Regions from separate parts of the Mus musculus genome. Here regions 1 and 2 are each linked to region 3. A link is a contact called in public HiChIP or PLAC-seq and promoter capture Hi-C data. All regions are on one chromosome and are shown on one strand. Each heading gives the region's core, a stretch centred on a gene start, on an enhancer-like site or on the middle of the called end of the contact. The rest is flanking DNA. Distances are from core to core; before and after follow the strand shown. Region 1 has its middle 3.9 kb from the start of Mir184. Region 2 has its middle 39 kb from the start of Rasgrf1. Region 3 holds the start of Ctsh (cathepsin H).

Region 1 (4,072 bases), core at 105-2,604, 250 kb after region 3:
CTTGATTTAGTTGTACACCAGGTTTTCTAAAACCATTCTGATGTCACATTTTTTTTCTTCCTATTTCTTTTATCCTTAAAGTCTTGACTTAGTTTGAAATCATAAGCTGGGTTGGGTTAAAGAATTCTGGCTCCATTTCTATGCCTCTGTTGACACCCTTACACTCCAGTCTGACAGCATTAGTTTCAGCCCACAGCCCAGGTACATGCTTAGCCAGTGCTTTCTGATCAAACTTCAGATTAGCATGTGGACTCCAGTGAGAGACAGTTCAGGACCCTTAGGGTCTAGTGGTACTCAGAGAAGGGAGCGGCTTCCTCAATTCTGATGCCTCCAGCCCTTGTGGTTAAGCACAGTCAGGCTGAGATCAACCTGACCCAGATGCTTGTCCAGGTCCACAGTGGCTCCTTATTATACTTCAGAGCATACTCAACAGGCTTGAGCCCTGCTCTGGGTGTTGTCCTCCCATTGCCAGTGGATGCTATCCAAGGGCTGAGCTGTGTGATCCGGCAGGTGGATGAGCAGGGCCTCGGCCACAGCTCAGCCCAAAGATGCCAAAGCAAACACTGGGTGTCTCAACTGGTTGCATTCCTGAGCTCATTAAATGGGATGAGCTGAGCTCAGCTAGATGGAGGACAGGGAGGAGCCTGAGAGTCGGAGCCCCGGGATACAGGGGCCAGGCAGTGGCACCTGCTGTAAGAGGCTCAGTGCTTGGTCATTTCTGTCCCTTTGTCTGTCCTGATTCAATCCCCTCTATAGCTTAATGTGTCCCAAACACGGTGCAAGCTTTGGGATTTTTTTTTTTCCCTGCGGAGGGCATTTTTGACACTGCTCAGAAGGAACTCTCGAGTAGGCAAACAGACAGGCTTGGGTGGAGGCAGTCAGTCGACAGGAAAGGATTATGTGAGACACAAGCTAATGTGACAGGCTGCCCAGCCGAGAACTGGCAGGCTGGGAGTTCATAACCTGAGGAGAGTCAGGCAATACCAAAGAGAGAGAAAGTGCCTTGGGGATCTTCAGGGTCACTTTTGGGACAAGATGTTCATGAAAGATGGGCAGGGTATGGATTAGCACCTGGTTAACTAATTTGCTTTACCTTCAAGCTAGCTCCATGGTTAAACTCTTCTTCAGTGTGGGGCTAATCCGAACAGGAAATGGGTTTCATGGCATGTGTGACCTTGTGATGTTTGCGGGAGTCGAGTATTATACTAATTCCTATTTCCTGCAACGAGAGAGTGGATAAAGGAGAGAAATCAAATGGAAGTGCATATAGGTTCTGATTGGGAGGAGCTATGAAGCCTTGGGCAACATTTCTACCCCCTCTCCATCTGTTTCCTATTATGTATTAAGAATAGTGCTACCCTGAGATGAACAGGTTTCTGGAAAGTAATTTGTATCAGATGTGGGAATGTTTAAGTCAGCTATTACTTCGGTCTTAGTGTATTTAGAGTGCATTTTAGTAAAGATCACCAAGGTATCTATGGAAGGCTGGAGGGGAACTCAGTTCTGGAACTATAGAATGAGTGAGTCAATGAGAAGGGACTGGTGAGGCCGGGGCCAGCCATCGTGAAAGTGATCTTTTCCCTAGTTATAGGACCCTGTTTATGTGCTGGTGGTATTTTTAGGAACAAAAGTCGAAAGACAAACCCTGCCATAATCAGAAGATAACAACACATTGTTTTGTCACTTAGCCCCCCCAAAATGACTTGGAATGAGTTTTGGAAGGAGTGTTGGGGTTAGGCTCAGTGGCATAGAGATTTGAGTAACAAGCAAAAGGGATGCACTAAACCCGGGTCCTAGGGGTATCGTGGGATGGGCTCCTGCATGCATTTTGTCTCTCTGATAGAAATAGGACCACTCTAGCTACACCCGAGAGACCATGCTGACTGACTCTCCTTGGCTATGGACAGCAGGGCCCCTGCACTGAGAAGGATGACGCTTATCTTCCAGGACACACTTTTTGCATTGCTATGACCCTTGCTGCCCGGAAGGAAGGGTTGGGCTGGGCTCAGCAGGTGGCATGCAGATGCTACCTGAATATCAAAGTGTCATTATTTAATTGGTGTGCGTGTGTGTGTGTGTGTGTGTGTGTGTGTGTGTGTGTGTGTGTAGAGGTATATGCGTTTCATATGCTCTTGGGTGCGCAAGTACCTATGAATTTCGAGGTCAGAGGTCAAATGTCAGCGTCATCAGCTGCCTGTCTTGTTTAGAGACTGCATCCCGTCCTGTCCTGGAACTCAGGCTCTTGTGCTTGTGTGGCAGGCATTTTACCAAGAGATTTATTTGCTTATCTCTAAGAATGCTTATCTCAATTTTAAGAGAAGAGACAGGTCCTCGCTGACACAGAGCTGAGTCTCTGCACATCTCCCGTGCATGGAGAACAGCTGCCTTCCCGGTCTTTCCATGGTTGTCTGTTCCCAAGATTCATGTTGACTCGAGCGTGGCTTTTCTTGGAGCTACCTTTTGCTTACCAGGCAGGACACAAATTAAGGAGTGTAGCATCCCAGGCATCCTGACTGGTCTCGCCTTATACGCCGACCATCGTTTACACACTCATTGGCAAACTAGAATGCTTTCTGTCTCCAGTGTAAAACCTCCACACTTCTGCATGGCTCTGCCTCACATCGAACACAGCACCCCTGGTCTCTTCAGCATCTGTCAGATGGATTACATTGAACAAAAAATGAATTCAATAGGATGGCCATAAGAAATACACATGTTAAGCAACTTTAGATACTGACCTGTGAGCTTTGTGTGTGTGCCAGAGGAGCAAAGTGACAAGAGTGGCCTTGGCAATGAACTTCTACCTGCTCTAGCATCACCTTTCAGTTATGGAGGCAAAGTAGGAGCCATCTTTGAAGATGCGCTGGAGTTTTGAGTACTTGTGAGTTTTCGTGTATTTAGAGACACTCCACCAGGGTTGTGGCAAAAAACAAAACAAAACAAAACAAAACAAAACGGTGGGAGTCTCAAAAAGAGACAGAAAAACTGTTTCCCTAGATGAAAAGGTGAACCACTGTGCTTTCTCTTCTCACGGTTTGGGTCTCTGACAGGTGGTGAGAGTGGCCCGGTAGAGTGACATCTTCTAGTTAGGTAACTGCTTTCCTCACTCCTGCTGGTGAGAAGAAGCCATCTTCCTCCTCTGCAAATGCTTCATCCTCTGCATCCTTCAGAACTGAGCACACGTTAACCCTCGCTCTGCTTTCTCATCTGGAAGAAAAGGAGGCTAGACCATAGGTCTAACACTGCCCAGACCCAGCTTCACTCAGAGGCTGACATAGGGGTTTGGGGGTGGGTTTAGACCACCTATTGGATTGTAAGTCAGGTTCCTCCCATCTCTGACCGGGCTGGACTCCTCGCATGTCAAAGCGCTAACTTCTTCCAGTCCAGGGGCTGCGTTTGATTTTTCACTGTGCAGAGGCTTCAATCCTGCATGCGTCTTTCATTGAACCTTCTATCCTTCAAGTCAGAGGGTGGAAACTCTATTATTTCTTGGTCCTGTTTAAGGAGCAGCCCGCAATAGATGCATATTTAGTGTCCCCCCCACCCCCATACGGATGGCAACCAGGGCAAAGGCTCATTCACATGACTGGCCTCGTGTGTACCCGAGGCAATTGTGAACATGGTTCAAAGCACCATAGTTTTTAGACTATTTGTTAAGGATGTGTGTTAAGTCCTGTGTCAAGGCCACTGCCTATAGAGGAATTATCTTGTTAATGATGTCAGTTGTGTGTCTGCTAAATTCTCTGCACTAAGTGGTCTTTGTTCACTTGTATGGATTGAGCTTCTCATTGCCCTGTGGGTTTGGGTTGCCACAGGTGGGTCACAGATATGCCAAGTGAGATGGTCAGAGACTCGTAGAACCTCCCAGAGGCCCAGGGTGATTTAAGTCCAGGCCAATGCAAGCACAGAGACCTCAGCGAGTCTGAACCTTATGCTGTGCATTTCAATCCTCAAAGCAACTTTCGGTGTAGCCTTTAGAACGTCTAGTTCTTTAGAACAAGAAAACTGGGAAGCTCCAGAAGCCAGTTAAAAGTGGTTGAGCCCGGAGGTAGGCGTAATGAATTTGAACTTG
Region 2 (4,700 bases), core at 1,805-4,304, 180 kb after region 3:
GAGGTCTCCTGTGCACATAAGCACATTTTACACCCTGATTTCTGCACAGCGTGCTGTGCCTGTTCTTTGCCTAAACCATGATACAAAAGACCAAATCTTTGAAGAAGTGCTTGCCTTACTATGTAGGAACCTGAGCTTGATTCAGCACAACCCATGCAGAGAAAGCCAGAATTTGTAATCTGAATAATGGGGAGGCTGAGGCAGACCAATTATGGGACTCACCAGCCAGCTTAGCCTAGTTGAAGAATTCCAGGTCACTGAGAGACCCTATATTAAACCAAGACCAAAAACAGGGATGGCACCTGAGGAACACATAAAAGTTATATTGTGGCCTACACTCATATATACACATGTGCATGTGCACCCCCTACATAAACACATAAACACACACACACACACACACACACACACTCCACATGAAGAACATGGCTTCCCACGTCCAATTGCGGTCCCAGCCAAATCATCGCCAAGTGGATTAGAATAACACCAACTTTTGCTACCATGGCAACTGCTGTTGGTTGCGCAATTGCTGACTTTTGAAGCTACTTAAAAATGTGCAAACCGTTTTGCATAAAGTGGCTTTACATCTCCCAGAGCAGTGGTTTCCATTTCCCCTCGAGACTTCCCCTCAAGAAAATTTACCTCTTTTCTCCCTTAGAAACATTTCATAATTTCTATTTCCAAAGGATTATTTAAAAATAAAGTCCACCAAAATAGTTTCCTTATGCTCATGGAGGAGCAAATATAAATTAAAAAATGAGAAACTTAATTCTTTCAGTTGAGACCAGGGACTCCTGGCGCCCTTCTTTTACAGCATTTGCTTTAGAAGACAGGACTTTTTCTTGTCTTTTTTTTTTTTTTTTTGAAATCTACATAAATCTTTTAAACACCAAAATATTCCCTTGCCAGCTCTGTTGCTCATAGACCCAGGAAAGTTTCCTTTTAAGAATTGGGGATCAATCATCACTTTGAAATGTAATGACCAGAGAAGACAGTGTCCTAGGTGCCCTAGGGTAGCCACCAACTCTCCAGACTCCAAGCCTGCCTTATAAACTTGAAGACCTGAGTTCAAATCTCTAGACCCCCACATAAAGCCTAGCATGCATGGAGGGTCTAGAATCCCAATGCTCTCCCTGCAGAGATGCAGAGGGAAAGGGAGGCAGAAACAAGCCTGGAAGTTGGCAGGTGAGCTAGCCTAGAGTATGCAGTGGGAAAACAACAAGGAGACCCCCATCGGACAAGGTGGAAGGTGAGAGGACATCCCAGGTTGTCCTCTGGTGTTGTATAGCACAGGTGTGCTCACAGTTACCTATATGCACATACATGCTCGTAAATGCTCACACTTGTCGCGCGCACACACACATACACACACACACACACACACACACACACACACACACACACACACAAAGCACACACATGAGTGTACACAGGCCCTCAATCCTCCTTCTCTTCATACAAACAGCAGCTCATTTTCTCCTTGGAGAGAGCTAATTATCAAACACTGTCAAGTAGATGTAAGATGGATGTTGAGGAAGCCTGCTGTTAGACCCTCTCACTGAGGGTTGCTTACTGTTGACCTGGAGGATGTGGGATGTAATGTGCTGAGCTTGCTTTGCTTTGGCCTCTGTCATGGCTTATCATGTTCCCTGATATGCACCACAGTCCAGCTGGGTGCTTGCTCAGTAGTAAAATTCTTTTCTCTCTCCTCCTTTACCTTTGGGGAAAGGTTTCTGGGCTGGGAGATTTTGTTTTAATTGTATTCACCCAACACCCACCAGAACCAAACATTTTAAAACAGTGCTGCTAAAAGCTTTTGTAATGAGCTTCTGTGAATGTTCTAGAGGGGCGGGGGTGTTGGGGAAGCAGAGGGCGAGGGATAGGCAGCTGCCCCCCTTCCCCAAGCATCCAAGAGGCGGGGCCTACACTCAGAACCAGGCTGGGGTGCCACCTCCCTTAGCCTGGGGAGATCCTGGCATTCTGAGCTAGGTCGTGTTGCAGGATCTTTTTTTTTTTTCTCTGCTTTTTTTCAGGGATCAGAAAAAAAAAATCACATGTTTTAGACACAACCCGTAGCTGGGACTAATGCTGCATATGTCACACAGGTTAGGGTTGCCAGGGGATCTGTCTCTGTCTGGGAGACACTGATGTCTGTGTTACAGCCTGTGTGCCATGCCTAAGCCTCTGTGTGTCATGGCTACAAGTCTCTCTCGCTGAGTTTTTCTCAGAAGGCCGAGTTAAAGCACTCATATCTACCTGGTGCCCCTGCTTTTTAACAAGGGGGACTTTGGGATGAGGGGATTCCAGATCTAAGCGACAGCACAGGCTGACACAGGGAAGGTGGTTTGTTTGTTTGCTTGTTTGTTTTTTCTTTCGGGCCTTCGTCTCCTTACCTGCAAGATGGTACTGGCTCATGCATCCAAGGATAAGCAAATGTCAGCCAAAGGAGATCCCTGGTTCCTGTCTGGAAGCTATAAATGTGTGACTATTGATTGTCATTCAAATTTCTACTCCTCAGGGCATTCCTCCCTGAACAGACCGTACCTGGCTTACCATACAGCCAATCTTTTCTTTGCCGTTTATCATAAGTTATTTTTTCCTTTCTTTCCCTGTCTCTTCTTTTCCCTCTCTCCACTTCCATCTCTCCCTACTTATTCCTTCCCTCTGTCCCTCTCTCTCCCCCTCCCTTGCTCCCTTCCTCCTTCCCTCCAGTGCTCTTCCTTCACTTCCTTGCTCTCTCCCTGGCTCCCTCCCTGGCTTCCTCCCTCCCTCCCTCTCTTTCCCCCCTCCCTCTCTTCCCTTCTTCCCTTCTTTCCCTCCCTCCCTCTCTTTTCTTCCTCCTTCTCTTCCCTCCCTCCCTCCCTCTCTTCCCTCTACCTCTCTCCTTCTCTCTCCTCTGAGCAGATTGTGGGAGACTATGAAAGGAAGCTATGCCCTGTACCTTCTAATTCCTGAGCATGAACCTGCTAGCACGCAGTTGCCCCTCAGCAAGGGAGGCTGATCTGCTTCCTTGGCTGGCCTTTAGCAGCAACCCCAAGCTTTGAAAGATTTGTGTGTCATACCCTGCAATTCACAGCTTCCTGCCTAGTCATGGTCCTCAAAGGGTTCTGATTCAGCCTGTTGCAGCTGCTTTCCCTCCACCAAGACTTCCTTGAGGGGGAACCCACACACACACACCCCCGACCCCCCATCTCATGGACTCTCACATTTCAGTTTCTCTTGATGAAGGCCTTGTGTTTTTTGTTTTTGTTTTTTGTTTGTTTGTTTTTTTCTGTCTTTAAGAAAAGACATTGCACGGCACTGGACCTATTTCCCAACAGGGACTTGCCTCTTGTGGGGTCAGCATCTCCAGTTAGAGGCCTTTGTCTGAAGGATACATCCATGGAGAGCAGACAAAATGCAAAGGTGAATCTGTGTGATGTATCACACTCATAATCCCAGCACTGTGGACAAGAAAGCTGAAGGATCCTGAGGTTCAGGACATCCTCAACTGCATGACAAGTTAGAGGGCAGCCTGGGATACCTGAAACCCTGTCTCAAAGCAAAAAACAGGATCAAGAACCGCAAACCCCAACCGTCCGAAACAGAAGAGAAAGGCATAGAGCAGTGCAAAGGCATCCCTTCCACAAGTAGGGGTTCAAATCCTCTCTGATGGATTTAAATACAACCAAGTGAGCTAGAGAAAGCAGCTTGTATTTGAAAACAGATCTCACCAGGACCACAGACATTTGAGACAGACTCAGTGCCAACTGTCTGTTGGCAAGACAGTGGATTAATGGCAGAGCCTGTCTATACCCAAGTTTGAGACTGCCCAGAACCTGAGGTAAAGGTGTGTGTGGCCATGTTCTGAGCATAAAGGCTTACAGGCCCAAATCACCTGCAAGCACAGGGGCAAATGGTCAGTACTCACAGCAGGAAGCAAACCAAAATGAAACAAAGCAAAACAAAACAAAACACACACAAACAAAAGAGAAACAATGTCACCCCCAAACAACAACAAAACCAAAAACCAAAACCCCTCAGAAAGGTTTGAAACTTTAAAGTATTTAAATATTCACCCTCCCTGAAACCATCCTTTCTTGGGAGAGATTTCTTCTCTTTTAAGAGCATAAGGCAGGTGCACACTCCCCGTGTAACACAGTTCGTGCTTTTGGCAGTTATGATGAAGCCACTGTTCTGGTAAATGGTGTCACCTGAATGACAGTAAGTACACAGGAGCAACAGTCAGCAGTAGCCCAGATTTTATTATTTTTAACAATGTCGGAAGACCCCCAGAGTGTAGCTTAGAGAAGACAGAAGGAAAGGGGAGGGTGCGGCCGCGGCGGCGGAGGAGCAGGGTTAAGGAGAAGAAAATAATGTACAGAGGGAATAGAGCGGAGCCTGCTTTGCCTTTTAATAAAAGTCATTATGCTGTCAACAGAAGCCAGCCGCTGGAAGCCACTGGTTTTTAATGTGCAAATAAATGGCCTGCAAGGAGAGGGATGGCTGCTTGTCAGAGTGCCGCCTCCTGAAGCTGGAGGTGAGTGCAAAAGCCACACTCTGCAGGATCCGGAGGGAGAAGGAAGAGGGCCGCGGGGGCGGGGCAAGGCTGCAGGGGAGGGGCAGCTACTTGTGGTGACTGAGTCTGCGCTCTCCAGCTTCCATATAGGATACACGCACCTGGCTGAGAGTTTGGGCCTGGGGGAGAGAGAAATACACTA
Region 3 (4,605 bases), core at 113-2,612:
GTCTTCACACTGCCCGGGAGATCCCCAGAGACCCAAGTCAGCACAGCAATATGAATTTGCTACGTGGCATTTATCTCTCTCTCTGAAAGCCCTAGTTCCAGTGAGTTACAAAACCAAAAAGAAAGAAAGACAAGCTGGTAAGAGAAAGTAGAAATGGGAGGGGGAACAATAGAGGGTAATGAAGGCTGAAATATATCAGGATATATTATAAACACTCATGAAAATGTAATAATGAAACTTATTATTAAGTACAATTAATATATGCTAATAAAATCTTTTTTTTTTTTTTTAAAGGAAGTTTTGTGTGTCCTGCGGAAGGACCATCAGCAGGGCTAGGAAATCCCAGACCACCATCTACTCTCAGCCAGGGGCTTTGATTGACCGGCTCTTTACACTTAAAAATGGCTGGCGCGCTTTAACTTCTGTTTTCACTGTCCATAAATAAACATCTATTAGAACCAGCTACCCGTAGCTGCGTTCGTTCCACAGGTTCCAAAGGTTCGTTTGTAGCCTTTAGGAGTTGCTACAGAGACCAACGTTGTACACAGTAAAATATTTACTGGTTAGTCTCCTGCGGTTGCACTTTGCCAAGAGTTGAGGCGACTTTCCCGAGCCAGCTTTTTCCAGGCACACCACAGACGCTAGGGTTAAAACTTCTGTGGGTGCCCCATGTTCCGCAGGGCAGGGAGTCACCCCAGCACGGCACAGTCGGACTAATAACCCAGGCAGGGCGATCCCCGGGGAGGCCAAGTCCACGGAAAGTACAGGCTGGGATGTCCCGCTCCCTCCCGTGGTGGGACAGGAAAGTTTTGTGCCCTTAGCTGTCCGGCAGAAGGGGCTGAAGGCTTCTGTATCTAGATCTGAGCCAAAAGGACTCTAGGTACCTGCCAGCCTGTTCCTCGGATCACGCAAGACGCGTGTCCCCCGAGACTAGCCCGTCCCTGTTCTCCCTCCGGTGCCCTCGGAGCCCTGCGCCCCACTTTCTCCCTCCTACCTATGGCGTTCACGGTCAGCTCGGCGGTGGCCCCAGTACTCAGCAGCCAGGCCCCAGCGCACAGCAGCGGCAGCGCAGCCCACATCTCGGCGCTCACTGCCCGGTCCCACCGAGTGCCCTCTGAGCCCAGCCTGTGGAAAGGAGGTGGGGCGACTCTGGCCTCCGCCTAGGTGATGATGGTTCCTCTCCTGCCCCCTGTGGCCATTACACTCCTGCTCTTGGGAAGAAGGGTTCTCAGGGTCTGACCCTGAAGGCTAGTCCCTGCCAAGTGGGAGGAAGCGCAGCCTAATCCCCAGTTTCCTGTCTGTCCCCATCTCTGGTAACTCCGTCTCCGTGAAGGTTTCTTGAACCATAGCTCCCTGGCCTTCCCTATAGCTTGAAATGACTTAACCAGAGGGCTGTCTGGACTGCTCACCCCCAACAGGCATTTGGGTTGCTTCCAGGCATTTGCGTTGCTTCCTCCTCCTTCCTCCTTCTTCTTCCTTCTTCTTCTGTTTTGGTTTTTTGAGACAGGGTTTCTCTGTACTCACTTTGTAGACCAGGCTGGCCTTGAACTCAGAAATCCACCTGCCTCTGCCTCCCAAGTGCTGGGATTAAAGGTGTGCGCCACCACACCTGGCTCTTTTTTTCTTCTTACAGTCCCCATATAGCCCAGGCTGTCTTTGAACTTGTAACCCTCCTGTTTCAGCCTCCTTTACAAGTTTCTCCTGGCAGCCCATGGCATTTTGATGAAGGCAGAATGACCTTCCTCTCCTGAGATTCTTTGGTCAGATTCTGTCTTTCTAGTGCCGGGGGAAGAGATTCCAGAAGTCTTTTAGAATTAAGTATAGTAAGGTGGTTCTCTACCTGGGGGTCAAATGACCCTTTAAAAGGGGCCACCTAAGACCATCGAAAAACACAGATATTTATATTATAATTTATAATAGTATCAAATGTACAGTTATGACATAGCAACAAAAATAATCTAATGGTTTGGGGATCACCATAAAATGAGGTTGAAACTACTGGTCTAGTGGCTTTGACCAGTTTTCAGAATTCTATTTAAGAAGCCCTGAGGCTACGGATGTAACTCAGCGAGCATGGTCCATCATGCACAAGGCTCTCATATAAGCCTTGAATAAGTTCAATGCCTAGTACTCCTATAAACACACACACACACTCCCCCCCACCCCCCCCAAATAGCCAAATAGACAAACCGAACCAAAAGCCACCACACAAAGGCACGTCTTTCAGATACTCTGGACATGTGGACACTGAATCTACACTGATCGGTTCTGACAGGCCTGGAGTATGGCTCCAAGGACAGATAGTGTGCAAAGGGCTCCCATTTTAGGATATCTGACTTGATGTGTGTACTGGCTGGTTTTGTGTGTCAACTTGACACAGCTGGAGTTATCACAGAGAAAGAAGCTTCAATTGAGGAAATGCCTCCATGAGATCCAGCTGTAAGGCATTTTCTCAATTAGTGATCAAGGGGGAAAGGCCCCTTGTGGGTGGAACCATCTCTGGGCTGGTAGTCTTGGTTCTATAAGAGAGCAGGCTGAGCAAGCCAGGGGAAGCAAGCCAGTAAGGAACATCCCTCCATGGCCTCTGCATCAGCTCCTGCTTCCTGACCTGCTTGAGTTCCAGTCCTGACTTCCTTGGTGATGAATAGCAGTATGGAAGTGTAAGCCGAATAAACCCTTTCCTCCCCAACTTGCTTCTTGGTCATGATGTTTGTGCAGGAATAGAAACCCTGACTAAGACAATGTGTTTCTGAAAGAAAATGAGATTTTGTATCTTGTAATTCATGTAAAAGAGTTGTCTATGAGTCTAGGCCTGGGGCCGAGAACAAAGCAGAACAGACAGGGCTGTTGTTAAGACAGTCCTAAGAACAGCTTGATTGTACAAGCAGGGCTATCTTGTCTGGGTCAACACCACCTGGCCGGAACCTCCCCTCTGTCTACTGCCCCTTGACGCCAGGTAAAGTCATACATCAACTGGTTGCTATGTGAGCAAGATAAGCCCCCAGCCCACAGGAACAAAGTTCTGATGCCCTTTTTTTTTTTTTTTTTTTTTGGTTTTGGTTTTTTGAGACAGGGTTTCTCTGTATAGCCCTGGCTGTCCTGGAACTCACTTTGTAGACCAGGCTGGCCTCAAACTCAGAAATCCACCTGCCTCTGCCTCCCAAGTGCTGGGAGTAAAGGCGTGCGCCACCATTTTTTTGTTTGTTTTTTTGTTTTTTTCTGATGCCCTTTTGCTAACATGTAATCTTTCTGTTAATGTTTAAATAAGCCAATAGTGTGTCACTATGCTGAATTCCACACCCCTAAGCCCCTTACCCCATAAAAATCCCTAGCTTTCCTCTTTTTTTTTGGGGGGGGGTTTCGAGACAGGGTTTCTCTGTATAGCCCTGGCTGTCCTGGAACTCACTCTGTAGACCAGGCTGGCCTCGAACTCAGAAATCTGCCTGCCTCTGCCTCCCAAGTGCTGTGAGTAAAGGCATGAGCCACCACGCCCGGCCTGACCCCTAGCTTTCGAGCCTCGTGGCCAACATCCTTTATCTCCTGTGTGGGATGCATGTCGGTCCCTGTAGCCTCCCCTCCCCCAGCCTTAATGGTTCCACAGTTTACACCTGGATGGAGCTTGCCGGCTCAATCGTTCTGCCACGCCCACTGCTGGAACCTGCTGCTTTGCTGTTTGGAGCCATACACGTGGTCACCCTGCTATTGGACTCCAAGATTAATTGGTGGGAATTAGGCCCCTCCCCCTTCCTTCATAACTGAGTGCCGGAATAGTAAAAATTGAACCTTGAGCAGAGACCTTTGTCTTGGTTCCTTCCTTATCTCGCGCAGCCCAGCCCCTCTTCTCTTCCAGGTTTCCAAAATGTCTTTCCAGGCTAGAACCCAGGCTGTGATCTGCTGGCCGGACACAACAGGTCCGGAGCTCCGTAATTAAACGTCCTCATGTAATTACATCAAGAGATGGTCCTTCGTGATTTTTTGGGTGCACGCCGAATCGGGAATTGGGTGGGGGTTTCCCCACTAGGTCTAACATTTCAATTTTGAGTTTTGAGCTCTTTCCAGGATGGCAGCTTCAGTGACCTGCGGCTCCAGTCAGCAGAGCTTCTGAGGGGAAGCAGCTGGCATTCTGAAGCAAACTCTGTGAGGCAAATGGCTTGAGCTGTTTTGGTCTTTGGTCTTTATTATGTAATGGGTTTTATTTGACAAATGGTCTAGCCCAACTGTTGGCGAAGGTTGGCTTTTGAACACATTTTCAGTAAGCTGGGCAAAGCCGTGACGTTTGATAAATTGGATATATAGTAAAACGTACTCTTGATTTATATTGTTTTCAACTACAGAAGCTGAGGAGCATTTGCGTTTTATTTATTATGCTTTTTTTTTGTTTTGTTTTTTGGACAAACACATGCATGCATGCACTTTCAATTGTGGTCATGCGTATGTGCAGGTGTTTCATGCAAGTGAGTGTGCACATGCATATTGAGGACCCAAGTTGCCTCTGGGTGTCTTTCTTGATCGTTTGCTTTATTTACTGAGCAGATTCTAGCTATCCTAGCCAGTCGACTTGCTGTGGTCGTGCTCCTGTTCCTGCCTCTGGAATGTTGCGAGTAA

Evidence for each region. Promoter capture Hi-C pulls out the DNA fragments that hold promoters and counts their contacts. HiChIP or PLAC-seq counts read pairs in DNA pulled down with a chosen protein or histone mark.
Region 1: a contact with region 3 is called in a promoter capture Hi-C map of second pharyngeal arch cranial neural crest. The contact joins the enhancer-like site here to the promoter of Ctsh in region 3. A contact is called at or near these places in 16 of 39 promoter capture datasets (the 3T3-L1 cell line, 3T3-L1-derived adipocytes, the C10 cell line and 9 more), 1 of 484 Hi-C or Micro-C datasets (nephron progenitors), 2 of 115 datasets of contacts at active chromatin or transcription factors (bone marrow-derived macrophages and stem cell-derived neural progenitor cells) and 1 of 9 other capture datasets (liver).
Region 2: an H3K4me3 HiChIP or PLAC-seq map of bone marrow-derived macrophages shows a contact between it and region 3, with 2.6 times the contacts expected there. The contact joins the enhancer-like site here to the promoter of Ctsh in region 3. A contact is called at or near these places in 1 of 39 promoter capture datasets (cranial neural crest), 5 of 115 datasets of contacts at active chromatin or transcription factors (bone marrow-derived macrophages, cardiomyocytes, embryonic stem cells and 1 more) and 3 of 9 other capture datasets (adipose tissue, embryonic stem cells and liver).

What each region holds. Positions count from the first base shown.
Region 1 is chr9:89,804,238-89,808,309 of GRCm38.p6, reverse strand. No RefSeq gene overlaps it. Among named protein-coding and RNA genes, the nearest start is that of Mir184, 3.9 kb to the right of the region's middle. Within about 2 kb of position 1,354, at least 15 of the 459 cell types and tissues checked have an H3K27ac peak or open chromatin away from gene starts, as enhancers often do. A contact at or near this core is called in second pharyngeal arch cranial neural crest, where this site is marked.
Region 2 is chr9:89,868,170-89,872,869 of GRCm38.p6, reverse strand. No RefSeq gene overlaps it. Among named protein-coding and RNA genes, the nearest start is that of Rasgrf1, 39 kb to the left of the region's middle. Within about 2 kb of position 3,054, at least 54 of the 459 cell types and tissues checked have an H3K27ac peak or open chromatin away from gene starts, as enhancers often do. A contact at or near this core is called in bone marrow-derived macrophages and pancreatic cancer cells, where this site is marked.
Region 3 is chr9:90,051,024-90,055,628 of GRCm38.p6, reverse strand. It overlaps Ctsh (cathepsin H), which reads right to left and starts at 1,362. Exons shown (of 12, transcript NM_007801.3): 1 at 995-1,362. The coding sequence starts at 1,079.